2 separate regions of the Mus musculus genome follow, and region 1 is linked to region 2. Evidence: chromatin contacts called from public promoter capture Hi-C data. All regions are on one chromosome and are shown on one strand. Each heading gives the region's core, a stretch centred on a gene start, on an enhancer-like site or on the middle of the called end of the contact. The rest is flanking DNA. Distances are from core to core; before and after follow the strand shown.

Evidence for each region. Promoter capture Hi-C pulls out the DNA fragments that hold promoters and counts their contacts.
Region 1: a promoter capture Hi-C map of hematopoietic stem and progenitor cells shows a contact between it and region 2, with 2.8 times the contacts expected there. The contact joins the promoter of C920021L13Rik here to the promoter of Tars2 in region 2. A contact is called at or near these places in 10 of 39 promoter capture datasets (the 3T3-L1 cell line, 3T3-L1-derived adipocytes, cranial neural crest and 7 more), 2 of 115 datasets of contacts at active chromatin or transcription factors (the SCID.adh cell line and double positive thymocytes) and 3 of 9 other capture datasets (adipose tissue, liver and pancreatic islet).

The regions. Positions count from the first base shown.
Region 1 is chr3:95,869,646-95,876,971 of GRCm38.p6, forward strand. C920021L13Rik (RIKEN cDNA C920021L13 gene) reads left to right here and starts at 1,877. Exons shown (of 4, transcript NR_040446.1): 1 at 1,877-2,040. It overlaps Mrps21 (mitochondrial ribosomal protein S21), which reads right to left and starts at 1,869. Exons shown (of 3, transcript NM_001355759.1): 1 at 1,808-1,869; 2 at 849-970. The coding sequence starts at 931.
Region 2 is chr3:95,751,209-95,758,070 of GRCm38.p6, forward strand. Tars2 (threonyl-tRNA synthetase 2, mitochondrial (putative)) reads right to left here and starts at 3,769. Exons shown (of 18, transcript NM_027931.3): 1 at 3,550-3,769; 2 at 3,111-3,307; 3 at 1,799-1,922; 4 at 298-422. The coding sequence starts at 3,630.

The sequences.
Region 1 (7,326 bases), core at 627-3,126, 120 kb after region 2:
AACACACGATCAACCTCAGCATCTGGGAGACGGAGGCAGGAGGATCAGGAATCAAGGTAATCCTTGGCTACACTGCCCATTCTAGGCCAGCCTGAGCTACATGAGATGAACAAAAATCACAGAGGAATTAATCCTCTCTAGTAGCCTTATTCCACAGATACTGGCTCAGCTGAAATGCACCATGCCTCTGCTTCTTGTTTCTCATTCCCCTCCCAGACTTTTTTTTTTTTTTTTTTTTTTTTTTGACATGAGGAGGGGTCATCTGAGACTGAGTCTAGTCACCATCATCTAAATTATTCTCAAATTCTTCCTGTCTCTACCTCCCAGGTGCTGGGATTACAGTGTGCCCAGCAGTTTTTCGGGGTCTTTGGATAGAACTCAGATTTATCATCAAGGGATGATAGCTGCTTGTTGGATAAGCTCCATCGAGCTGAATTTGGAGAACTTCATTTTTAGGATAATAAACTGAAGGGATAAGAAGTGTCCAGAGGGGCTGGAGAGATGACTCAGTAGTTAAGAGCACTGGCTGCTCTTCCAGAGGCCTTGAGTTCAATTCCCAGCTACCACATGGTGACTCACAACCATCTGTACTGAGATCTGGTGCCCTCTTCTGATATGCAGGCATACATGCAGGTAGAACACTGTATGCACAATAAATAAATTTAAAAGAAGAAGAGGAGGAAGAAGAAAGAGGAGGAGGAGGAGGAAAAAAGGAGGAGGTGGAGGTGGTGGTATTCAGAGCCTACACAGAGCTGGCACCAGTGGTAGGCTTTATGAGGTGGTAGGCTGGGTGCAGGATCACCTCACATTTCCCACGGCTGGTCCAGGCAAGACTCGACTCATTTTACCTGTTCAGGGTCCGGTAGGCACCTTCCACGTTCCCCTCCTGAACCATCACTGTCCTGGCAATGAACTTCAGATGTTTAGCCATGGCCTCGTATTTAAATCTTCATTCTTCCGGGACTACAGACTGGACATCGAGCATGGAAACCAGAGACTCAATGTAAGAGAACAAAGCCCAACAGAGTCACAACTTACCATAGGTAGTTTTTATTTAATTTAGCAACAGAACCAGCTTGAGATCCACAGAACTGGGCTGGAGGAATTCTCCATATCTTAGTAAGTACAAGTAAGTCTGGAGAGATGGCTCAGTAGTTAAGAGGATCCAAGTTCGATTCCCAGTACCCACAGGGTGGCTCACAACACATACAGTCCCAGGGAATCCAACACCCTCTTCTGACCTCTGTGATGCACAGACATACATGCAAGTAAAACACTCACACACATAAAATATAAATAACTTTTTTTTTTAATGAAAAAGTACAAGCAAATTGTTAGCAACATTTCTTTCACTACGCAGTGATATGGCTTAGCAGGTAAAGGCGCTTGCCACCAAGCCTGATGACCCGAGTTAGAGCCCTGGATCCTTACGGTGGAAAGAGAGGACAGACTCCTGCAAGCTGTCCTGACTTTCGCCCCTCCCAACCCCCCGGTCACACCAAGAAATAATTAAAAGATAATTGCCGGGCAGTGGTGGCCCACGCCTTTTATCCCAGCACTTGAGAGGCAGAGGCAGGCGGAACTCTTGAGTTCGAGGCCAGCCTCGTCTACAGAGCCAGTTTCAGGGCAGCCAGGGCTACATAAAAACACTCTCGAAAAAGCAAAGCAAAGCAAACCAAAAAATAGGTTTCCGCTGAGAGTTAGAAAGAACTCTTCGTCCGCCTCTAGGCACCACGCGAAATCTTGCCCTCCCGCCATACTCGCTTTGCAGCTCAGTGAACCCCCCCACACCCCTCGAGCTCCCTACCTGGGGCCTCTGAATTCGGACTCCGGGTCTCTGCGGACCGGAAGCGGAAGCTACGGAGTCCCGCGACGGGAGGAAGCTACGCTGCAGGGCTCAGCCGACTGCAGCTCCGCTTACCGTCTGACCTTGCGAAGGTTCGGTGCTGAGCGCAGGCGCTGGACTTTCCGCCTGACAGTCAAAGGAACAGCGTCCTCACCTTCCTATGGAGGAGTCGCGGTCGTCGGGTCTGCGAGAAGGTCAGCCCGATCCGTAGCTCTAATCCTGTTAAACTTTTACTAGATTTGAGCGATTTCGTTTTCTGGATGGGAAATGGGAAGCGTCCTGAGAATATTTTCTATTTAAAAAGGACAGATCTGCTCACCGGGTGAAAAAAATGGCTCCACACCCCCTAATCTGCCTAAAAGTTAAGAAAAGAAATTACATACTGTGAGTTTCCCATTGCATCAGCTACCTAAGCCATTTCATTAAATAAAGTAGAATCAAAAAGAAACAAATGGGAAACGCCTGCAGAATTTTAAATCAAAATATTGTTGTTTTAATGCCAACTTTGCCATTTGTTGCCTTGTAAGATCTAGTAGAATTTTTTTTTCTTCCATACGTCTGGACAACCCTATGTGTATGTTATCCCCACATCTCCATATATGGTTATTTACATGGGTTTAGAAGTATCCATATACAGAAAAACCTACCCACAACACACACAGATGCACCCTCATCTGTTACTTCTTTAAGGGATTTGCTTTTATTTTGTGTGTGTGTACGTGTGCCTGCGTGTATGTATGTGCACCGTGTGCGTGCGTGCGTGCAGGAGCTCAAGAAGGATTGGAGAGGTGTTGGGGCCCTGGAACTGGAGTTAATAGGAGGCTCTGAGCTGCCATGTGGGTACTGGGAACAGAACCTGGGTTCTCTGCAAGAGCAATTAATTTTCTTAACCACCGGGCCATCTGGCCAGGTCATTATCAGTTAATAGGTATTCACACAAAATTTAAGCCTGCCTCGTAGTAAGCCAAATCCAAAGTCCCAAACTGAAGCTAGACACCTTTGTGCTTGTCAGCAAACCTAATTGAATGACTGTCCTCTGCTAAGCACTGCTGATACTATTCCAGTGTCTCTTGTACAACTGACAGTATGTAGACACAATTTTAGGCCCAGTCGCATATAATAAGTGCAAAATTAATTCTATGGACAGTACGTAATCCGTTAGAAAGGAGTTCTAGCTTCAGATTCTAAGCATCAGCAGACGTATGACTTTGAACAAGTTACTCAGACTAGGGGTCTGCACTTTTTGTCTAAATAAAAATATTGGAATACTACCATGTTTATTTGTTGATATTATACGGCTCTCTTGGGCTATAGTGGTAGACTTGGGTAGAAGAAATGGAGATCTGTGACCTACAAATACTTATAATCTAGATCTTGCTAAACATGAACTTTCAATCTGGCTTCTTATTTGTAAAATGATGCTAACATCTACTCTGTTGGTCTCACAAAATTGGTCATAAGAATCGAATGGGCTCACAGTCAGCTATTGGATGGATCACAGAGCCCCCAATGGAGGAGCTAGAGAAAGTACCCAAGGAGCTAAAGGGATCTGCAACCCTATAGGTGGAACAACAATATGAACTAACCAGTACCCCCAGAACTCGTGTCTCTACCTGCATATGTAGCAGAAGATGGCCTAGTCGGCCATCATTGGGAAGAGAGGCCCCTTGATATTGCAAACTTTATAAGCCCCAGTACAGGGGAACAGCAGGGCCAAGAAGTGGGAGTGGGTGGGTAGGGGAGTGGAGAGGGGAGGGTATGGGGAACTTTTGGGATAGCATTTGAAGTGTAAATGAAGAAAATACCTAATTAAAATATATATTTAAAAAAAGAATCGAATGGGATATAATGTAAGATAATTCATTAATTTTTGTTTTAATTTTAAGGTTTATTTTATTATTATATGTGTATGAGTATTTTGCTTACATGTATGTGTGTGCCTACATGTATGTGTATGTGTGTTATGTCTGTGCCTGGAGGTCAGAACAGAACACTGAATCCCTTGGGCCTGGAATTACAGATGGTTGAGAGCTACCATGTACATGCTGGGAATTGAACTTGGGTCTTCTGCTAGAGTAACAGGTGCTCTTAACTGCTGAGCCAACTCTTCTCCTCTTGTTATCATTTTCTTTTTTACTAGACTGAAAAAAAAGTTTTTATAAATGTATATGGGGGGTGTTGTCTACATGCATGTCTGATGTCCAGAAAAGCCTGAAGAGAGCATCAGATCCACTGGATCTGGATTTACAGATGTTGTAAGCCATCATATAGGTGCTGGGAATCTAACCTGGGTCCTCAGTAAGAGCTGTCAGTACTATCAACCTCTGAGCCTTCTGCCCAACTGCAATGCCCCTAAGTTTTAAGCCTAGATATCTAGAAAAATGTTGGCATCATATATTTCATCAACAGAAGAGGAGTCATTGTGTGTGTGTGTGTGTGTGTTTGTATGCATGTGTGTGCACTCGTGCAGGTGTATGCATGTGTACATGTGTACAAGAGCTCCCATAAAAGCTCATGTGTGGGGGCTGGTGAGATGGCTCAGTGGGTAAGAGCACCCGACTGCTCTTCCGAAGGTCCAGAGTTCAAATCCCAGCAACCACATGGTGGCTCATAACCACCCGTAACGAGATCTGATGCCCTCTTCTAGAGTGTCTGAAGACAGCTACAGTGTACTTACATATAATAAATAAATAAATCTTTAAAAAAAAGAATAATAATGATACATTTTTTTAAAAAAAGCTCATGTGTATGTGTCATAGCACATGTATGGAGGTCAGAGGACAACTTGCCAGAATTGTTCCCCTCCTGGCACTGGGTGGGTCCCATGTCTGAGTCTGAACTCAGATCATCAGGCTTAGTGGTGGGAGACGCCATTACCCACTGAGCTATCTCACCAGGTCTTTTACTTTATAGATGTGTGTGTGTGCGCGCATGTGTGTGTGTGCGCGCACATGTGTGTGTGTGTGTTCGTTCTTGTGTGCCCATGTGTGCATGTATGTGCAGACATATGTACACGTGCATGTTCCTGGGCATGCCCAGAAGAGGGCATCAGATCTCTCAGAGCTGTATAGCTGTGGGATGCCCTGGCCTGGCTTACTAAATGGTTTCTGGGATTCTGACTCCAATCCTTATGATGAGATGGCGACTGCTCTTGACTGCCTAGCGGTCTCTCCAGTGTTCCTCACACGTCTTTTAAAACAGGGTCTAGGTTGGTCTGGAAGAAGATGTGTAGCTGATGATGACCCTCCATCAGCTTACGATCCTCCTGCCTCACCTCCCAGGGGCTGAGATGACATCCACGTGTACCCATGGCTTTGTGCGTGAACCACCAGCACTGTATGGCGCTACCTCCACAGCCATAAAATGCTAACATTTTAATAAATTTTTAGCTAATTGAAAGTATTTGGACTTATTGTATATGTATGAGTGTTTTGCCTGCATGTATGTGCACCATAGGAGGTCAGATATCCTGCAACTGGAATTACACAGGTTTGTGAGCCACCATGTGGGTACTGAAATCAGAATTTTGGTCCTTTGCAAGAACAATGGGTGCTCTTAACGGCTGAGCATCTCTATAGCCCTCTGTAATTGAAAAACAACAAAGACTTCTCTCTCTCTCTCTCTCTCTCTGTGTGTGTGTGTGTGTGTGTGTGTGTGTGTGTAAGCCTACATAGTTATGTGCATGTGCAGAGGTAGGAGGACAACTTACAGGAGTTGGTTCTCTCCTCCCACGGTGTGGAATCTGCATGTCCAGTTCAGTAAGGCTTGCCTACAAGAGCCTTTATCTGCTGAGCCATATTGCTGGCTCCTTCAGTCATTTTTTTTTTTTTGTATAAGTGATATACCAATATACAAATGAACTCCCCAGCAGAAATGCATACAATCAGTTTACCTTCTTAGGACAGATGATGCAAAGTTAAGATGATTTATGATGTTCAGTTAAATCCCAAAGCTTCCCCAAAGACCTGCAGGCCATTTTGTTTACTGATGGTTTCACCTGGTGTAACTTGTTAGCCTAGCTTGACTCTATGAGCAGCAGAGGAGCATAAAAGCCCAGCAGAGATCTTCTACTGAAACTTACATGTAAACTTGACAGTTTGATTCAGAGACTTTGTATCCCAAGGTGCTGGATAAGATGATTGAATATATATATAGAAAAACCAAGACTGGAGCCTCAGAGCACACCCACACTCTGGTAGGTGGAAATGGGGCCATTAAGAAACCTAGAAAGTGCTGCCAGTTGGGTAAGAGGAGAATTGGGACTGTATGTAGTCACAAGATCTAAGGTAGGAAAGTTTCAGAAGGTAGCATTAAGTGTCAAGTGATACAATACACACAGGATTTGTGAAGGCTCCTGGGTTTCACTATTGATTAGGGGGAAGGTATGTTATAAAATACTTTAGTGCTGATTTTGTGAGCTCATTAGTTCCTTTGGCAGGTGCAACACAATGAAAGTAATGTGAGCTGGGCTGTAGACAGTTGACTGCAGTGGTAGTTCGATTCCCAGTAGAAAAACCACTCTGAGGGATTACGGTGAATATAGAGACTGTAGACTTTGTGGTAGAGCCCTTGCCTAGCATGTATGGGAACGAGAGTTCAGTCCCTAGTGCTGAGTGGTAGCAAGATGGAGCAGAACCATAGTGCAAAGAGAAGAAAGGGGATATTTTGACTCAAGCAGTATTTTCAGCAAGCCAATAACTGGTGACTCAGGGGAAGTAATTATTATAGGTAGAAAATATAAGTTACAAGTTCCACAAATAAAAGGCGATCCAGAAGCCTGAAGAGATGCTTGCTATCTTGCAGAGGACCTGATTTTGGCCCCCTGCACCTCTATGGTGGCCCTCAAACATCTATAATTAAATTCCATCGGATACAATGAATGCCTTCTTCTGGCCTCCATGCATATGGTGCACATACATTCAGGCAAATAATCATACACATAAAATAAAAATAAGTCTTAAAAAATAAAATGATAAAATGAGCCAGGCATGGTGACTCATGCCTCCTTTTTTAAAAATGTTTTTTATTATTTATTTATTATATGTAAGTACACTAGCTGTCTTCAGGCACCGCAGAAGAGAGAGTCAGATCTCATCATGGATGGTTGTGAGCCACCATGCCGTTGCTGGGATTTGAACTCAGGACCTTTGGAAGGGCAGTCAGTGCTCCCAACCACTGAGCCATCTCTCCAGCCCCCAGCTCATGCCTCCTTTAACCCCAGCACTCAGGAGGCAGACACAGGCCTGGTCTGTGTGACAAGTTCTAGGGCTACACAGTGAAACCCTGTCTCAAAAAATAAGATATAAAAAGCCATCAAAATCATAAACGAGCCGGGCGTGGTGGCGCATGTCTTTAATCCCAGCACTAGGGAGGCAGAGGCAGGCGGATCTCTGAGTTCGAGGCCAGTTTGGTCTACTGAGTGAGTTCCAGGACAGCCAGGGCTACACAGAGAAACCCTGTCTTGTAAAAAAAAAAAAAAA
Region 2 (6,862 bases), core at 2,519-5,018:
TGAGTTCAACAACAGCCTGGGCTACAAAATGAGAAAGAGAGAGAGGGAGGGAGGAAGGGAAGGGGGAGTGTCTGTTGAGAGAGAAATGCTGGACGGACAAGAGCAATGAGGGTGAGGTAACATTTGAATTCGGGAAGAGCAGAAAAGATGAGTTTCAGCGGTCAGGAGAGAGACACACTGGATGGAGAAGGGATGGAAGTTCCTGTTTGGTGCCTAGAAGATCTCTTAGCTTCTCCTCTAAACCAAGACCCCAGAAACCACCCCAGAACCAGACTCCTTTTTTTTTGGACTGCTCACCGTTCTTTTCCCAGGAAGAAGTCATGGTAAAAGCCCGATTCTGTGCTTGGACCTCGGCAGAGAACAGCACCCAGTTGTTGCTCAGCCGCAGCCCCCAGAACATGGGCACTAGAGTGCCAGAACACCTGCATTCACAAGAGCTAGGTCTGAGCGCTTCAAGCTCCTGTGAAGTCCCAGCTCTAATGCTTTCCTCAGAGAGGCTGCTGGCAAAGCTGGGATGCTTGCATTACGACTGCCTGCTACAGAACCCACACCCTACATGTCTCAAAATGACTTGTAGAAATAGTAAAGAGTTGTTTTAAATGGGGGCTGGAGAGATGGACCAATGGTTAAGAACACTTGTTCTTGCAAAGGACCCAGTTTTGGTTCTGAGTACCTGAATCAGGTAGCTTACAACCACCTATAACTCTGATTTCCTGGGATCTGACACCCTCCTGCAGACTCTATAGACACCAGGCACGCATGTAATCACATAATACATGCATGCACACGCGCGCGCACACACACACACGTGTATATATATAGGTATTGTGCCTTCCTGCGCAGGTATGTGCACCACATGCATGCCTGCTGTCATGGGTTTCCTGGAATTGGAGTTTCAGACAGTTAGAAGCCGTCATGTGGGTGCTGGGAATTGAATCCTGGTTATTTAGAGGAACAGCTAGTGCTCTTAACTGCTGAGTCATCTCTCCAGCCCCAAATAAAAAACATTTAAAGAAAGCAGAGGGTCAGTATTGTTTCTTCTGCTACTGAGTGGAAGTGTGGGTCCACCCTACACATCCTCAGTGTTTCCTGGACCAGGAGGCCAGGTCGGTGGCCTTTGTTGCTCCTGTAAGCTTCAGGGCTTCGGTATATACTACGTATAAAACATGTGCTGGCTGGAGGGAAAGCTCTTGCTGGAGCCTGAACCTGGGCTACATAGCCAGACACTGTCCTAAAAATACAAAACAGAACAACAAAACCAACCCACAGTTCTTTAATACTGCTGTGTGTGTTGTTGCTACACACCGGGGCCCCACCCAGTAGCTGTCCTAGCAGTCTGTTTTGCTTAGTGCCATTATTTTCTGTTCCTGGGATCTGCTGGGATGGAACTATTCTTGGGTTGGTTCACTAGTCACATTTAGATGATAAATATATTTTTCTGAACTCTAATAACAAACAAAGTGGAAGGCCCTGGCTTTTGTGCTCCGTTATGGAACCCATGAGAACTAGGCAGACATCACGGATGACTTACACTGTGTGCACAAGAGGTTGAATAGGTTATCCTATTTCTCAGCCTTTTCTCCCCCTTTCACAAGCACACAAGGTATTTGCTTTATAGACCAATGCTAAATAAAAGCCTTCATGAAGACTTTCCAGGTTCCACAGGAATAATTAGTCTGTGATCAGTCTCCTCCCCACTTTTGAATTGAGAAAGTGAAGCAAAAGAACAATTACATTTTCCTGTTTAAAGATCACTCAGATAATTAGGCACTGTGCTCACCATATGGGAGAAACTTACCGCTTTGCCCTCTGGGGAATCAAATGTCAGAAATCTGAGGTGACAATCTGTCTCCAAGGGTCGGTCCAGATCGTAAAGTTCTCCATTTACTTCAGCAGCCACTGCAGTATCAGCCAGTGTTACACTGTAGCAGTAGGAGGGTAGTGGGAATGAAGACAGAGTTGTTACAATCCCCAGGGCAGGAGGCTGACTTTTCTCAGCAACTCTAATTTGCTGAGTGAAGTTTCCAGAGCAGTAAAGATCTGCTGTTTCTTTTCCCAATGTATCCACTACATTGGGAAGGGCAGAAATTCTGAAACTATAAAGACAAATCCTTATAAAAAAAAAGTCCTCATCCTACCCTCTATTTTAAAGACAGGTCTTGCTGTTTGGCCCAGGCTGGCCCTGAATTCTGAATCTTTGACCTCCACTTTCTGAATGCTAAGATTACAGGCCTGTAGCACTATGCTTGGCAAGAAGGACTATCTGAGCGTAGGGGTTCACACCTGCAATCTTAGCACATGGGAGACAGGGTTTCTCTGTGTATCCCTGGCTGTCCTGGAACTCACTTTGTAGACCAGGCTGGCCTCGAACTCAGAAATCCCCCTGCCTCTGCCTCTGCCTCTGCCTCCCAAGTGCTGGGACTAAAGTCGTGTGCCACCACGCCCAGCCTTTTTTTTTTTTTTTTTCTTTTAACAAGATGCTTTTCTGGGGGAGTAGGTGTGCATTCTTCCTCGGGAGTCAACAATCATGCCTTTAGAAGAGGGTCTTTCTTTGGCAAAGAGCATCGCCAGCAGGCTAGGTTGGCTGACCAGATTACACGCACATGTCACCACACCCTTTTTATTTTTAACCTGAAACTATTATTTCATTTATTTATGGGTGGGGCACACATGCTACAGTGTGTGTGTGTGTGTGGGGGGGGGGTCAGAGGACAATTTTTAGGAGTCAGTTTCCTTCCACAAATTCATATTTCAGGTCCTTATGCTTGTGTGGTAATCAATTAAATGACTGACTGACCCCCCCCCCCAACCCTAACCCCCTCCCTGCCCAAAGACTACACCTTTCTGATGGGAAACAAAGAAAAAGAAAAAATGTAGCGGGACAATGGTGGCGCATGCCTTTAATCCCAGCACTTGGGAGACAGAGGCAGGCGGATTTCTGAGTTTGAGGTCAGCCTGGTCTACAGAGTGAGTTCCAGGACAGCCAGGGCTACACAGAGAAACCCTGTCTCGAAAAACCAAAGAGAAACAAAAAGATGCTTTCATTTTCTGACCGGGTGCAGAAAAGGACAGAAAAATAATTCTTGTAGGTAGAAAGGCTGGCTTGATACCTGATCTGATGGGCCAGTTGGTAAGGGGTTGTGTTCCATGCAACAGCATCTACCTTCTGGCCTTCAGGAAGTGATATCTTAATAGCCCGGGCTTTCTTCTGTGTCATACTTGCTAACTTTTTCACGTGAGCGGTCCATAGCTCCTCAAAAAGGCCAAATCGTTCTGCCAACCAATGTGGAGGAGTTGGTGCAGAGGCCTGGAGGAAAAGGCACGTTAGGAGGTATCGCGGGCTTATTTCCACTACTCCGGAATGGGGTCGTAGGGGTTATGGGTGTTTAAGAAGCATTGGTTTTAAGGTGGAAACTGGGTGACACTAGGTCTTAATTTGGGGATTCAAAGGAACCGCACATTTCCGAGTGGGGCAGCAGGGTCCAGGAGGGGCTGGACAGCCTGCCCCCTTGGACTCCGCTGGGCTAAATGGTTGGGAGCTTGGCGTACCTCACGCACGGTGTGGAGCTCGCAGCGGCGGAACTCTGGGAGTGGGAACCCAAGCCGGCGCCACCTCAGACAGAGACCCATGCTGTCTCAAATCGGTACCTCCATGCTCCGATCACCGCTTCTTCCTCACCAGGCTCCTCATTGGCTTCTAAGTCAGTAATATCCTTTCCTATTGGATAACATAGCCGCCATTCCGGCCGGGCACCACCCCCAGGAACTCCGCTGAGGTAGAACCCACACAGCAGCAGCCGCTCTGGGAAAGGTTCCGGTTGACCGGAAAGTGGAAGCTGTTGCACACACCTGCAGTCTGGGTTCCCAAAGTGACAAGAAGGCATCCAACTTTGAGGACAGGGCATACCTCCTGGGGCAAGAATGAGAGAAAAACAGGAAGTGGAAGTTAGTCATTTTCCTTTAATTATAAAATTTATTAAACATTCTTAAAGCTGACAAGAAACAAGTACAGACACTGGAACTAAACATTTAGTGTAAATCCTGGATCTGGCATTAAGTAGTTTTTTTTTTTTTAAGTAAACTTTCTGTAATCTCGATTTTTTAATCTATAAAACAAGAATAAAAATATATGTTCCATTCTGAAGGTACATTTTGTGTAAATTGCTCATCTCGGTGCTTGGTATATGATAATTAGCACCAGCAGCAAGACACTGGTTTTGTTGTTGTTTTTGTTCTCTTTTTCCCCTAGGCTGTCCTGGAACTCACTCTGTAGACCAGGCTGGCCTAGCACTCAGAAATCCACCAGCCTCTGCCTCCCGAGTGCTGGGATAAAAGGCGTGCACGCCCACTGCCCGGCTTGCAAGACACTGTTATTACCACTGAATGTAACAACTCTAAGACTATCTTGGTGGTCATTCCTTTGCAGTCGTGGTGGAGGGACTTTAGAGACCTCTTAATGTCACAGATGTGGAATTTAATCAATCAATCATTATTGCGTGTGTGTGAAGAATCTTTGAAGGCGTGGGCGGCACAGTTTTGTAGGTCACATGCTACCTTTCTGTGGCCACTTCTGTCCTTTCACTTTACATGGGTCTTAGGGGTCAAAGTCACGTTGCCAGGCTTGGGCAGTAAGTACCTGTTATCTGCTGAGCCATCTTACAGGTCTCAGATGTGGAATTCAAAGATTACAGAAGGTAGTTTAAGGTAAAAAACATGCGTGCCGATGAATCTGCAGTGTGCACTCTTCCAGCATACCTTGTTCTTTCCATAGTTTATTTCCAATAGACTCCCTGACCATCTTAGAGACATCCAACATCTTGTTCTCTGTTCCTTACATAAGCCTTTGGTCTCTCATCAGCACCCCACCTTCATCTTTCTTTATTCTTTCTTTGATCTCTCTCCATTAAATCTCAGATGCAGGGCTAGACATATTAGCTTTACACAGTAAAAACAGAAACACGGTCAGATGTGTGGAGAAGCATAAAGGGAAATGAACTTATTAGCACCCTTATTAACTCAAGTAGTCCCTCACCTGGGGGTGGGGACACTTAGTCCATTCCCAGATTGCAGTGGTGATGGGATCATGGGGTCTTGTGGAAGAGTTGTCAGAACAAGCTGCTTAACCTAGGCTTCCAAAGCCCAATGTTCGTTCTGCCTGAGGAGGGCAGCTGACTTGAGTCATAGGCCACTCTGGGGCTCCATCTTCTGATATGTTAGACATCCTGAAATACAAAGAAAGAGACAAGGCTGTGGGGAGGAAGATAGTGTGTGTGTGTTCTTGTGGTCAGAGTGCAACATTCACAAAAAATGGCAATGGCAGACCTAGATTTTTTTGTGGCACTATAACAGAGGCAGGGTAGCGTCATACTGCAGACAACAATCTAGGAGGTGCTCAATAAATATATGTTAAATATGTACTGATCATGTAGTGACTGTAAATTTCAAAAGGTAGAGATTTTTGTCACTACTTTTTAAATTATTCTACAGTGTCCTTTTGTTAGGATCACAGGGAGATACCACCCGGGAATGACAGCTTCTTACACGCATCCTTTAACATTTACTATGTGCAATGCACTGGGCTAATGCTGACCAGCTACCAACATCACGCAACCTGCAGTGGAAGGAATGTTGTGTTATTCCCTCACCCACTGTAGCAAGCCAGGTATCTAAGGCCAATACATACTTGTTCTCCTTGAACATGCCTTGGCTTCAGGAGATATTAAGCTTTTAGTCTACCTGGAAAACACCTCTGCAACTTTCTTGCTCACCCCACTCTTGCCTGCCAGGATCCCGAGATGTGGCACTATTTCACAATTCCATCTTATTCCAAGAACAACTCTGTCAGTAGTGTTCTTATGTTCCCTTTAAACCCTGGAAAATTATCTCAAGGCCAAGTCCTAGTCTGTCCAAGCCACAGCCTGGGTTGCTCAGAGTCACATCACTTCTCTAAGGCCAGACTCATAATGGGTCATGCTTGCTAACATGCATTTCTTTCCTTTTCCTTCCTGAAGCACATGGCCCAGACACTTGTGCCCACAGGACTTTTAGAGTGAAGTACTTTCAAGAAAAAAATCAAGAAATGTGGTGTTTCCTAACTTGTTCCTACAGACTAGCTACAGACACTGAGTAAATGAGGTCCACAGGAGGAGAAGGAAGTCTGCAATAAAGGGCGCCCCAAATCCTTAATTAAAATAAAGCAACTTCTCAGGTTTCTTCTACTTTTAGACCAGGCATCCTCACTTGGTCAAAGTTTTGGTTAAGATATTAATTTTAGGGGCCAGGCGTGGTGGCACATGCCTTTAATCCCAGCACCTGGGAGGCAGAGGCAGGCAGATTTCTGAGTTCGAGGCCAGACTGGTCTACACAGAGAAACCCTGTCTCAAAAAACCAAAAAAAAAAAAAAAAAAAAAAGATTCATTTTATAGGTTTAAGCTACTTGTAACTATCTCCAATGGATACTTTTCATTTTATCAGGATCAGTACATAGTCCCAAATTCATTTTAGCTATTAGAACCAAATTCTGCTTACTAGCACCCAAAATGTGAAAAATTGTTGCCACTTTTCCCAAGGGACATTGGGGCTCAGAGTCTCAGAAATGGTAACTTTGCCACTCTTACAGCTCCAGTCCCTAAGACGTGCTGGTAATTCGGGTTTAAAAGACTATTCAGTATTGTCTGTGTACGTTCTAACATGGGGCCAGCTTTATACTTTTATTTCTACTGCCCTCAGCAAGGACCAGCTGCTTTACAGGACTCTCATGTAGGGGGCTCAGGGCTCTAGCACATGAAAGGGAGAATGACTGGATGCTGTCAATGTTCTTCTCATTCTCATAGATACCCCAAGAAAAAGATAGGGAGCATCA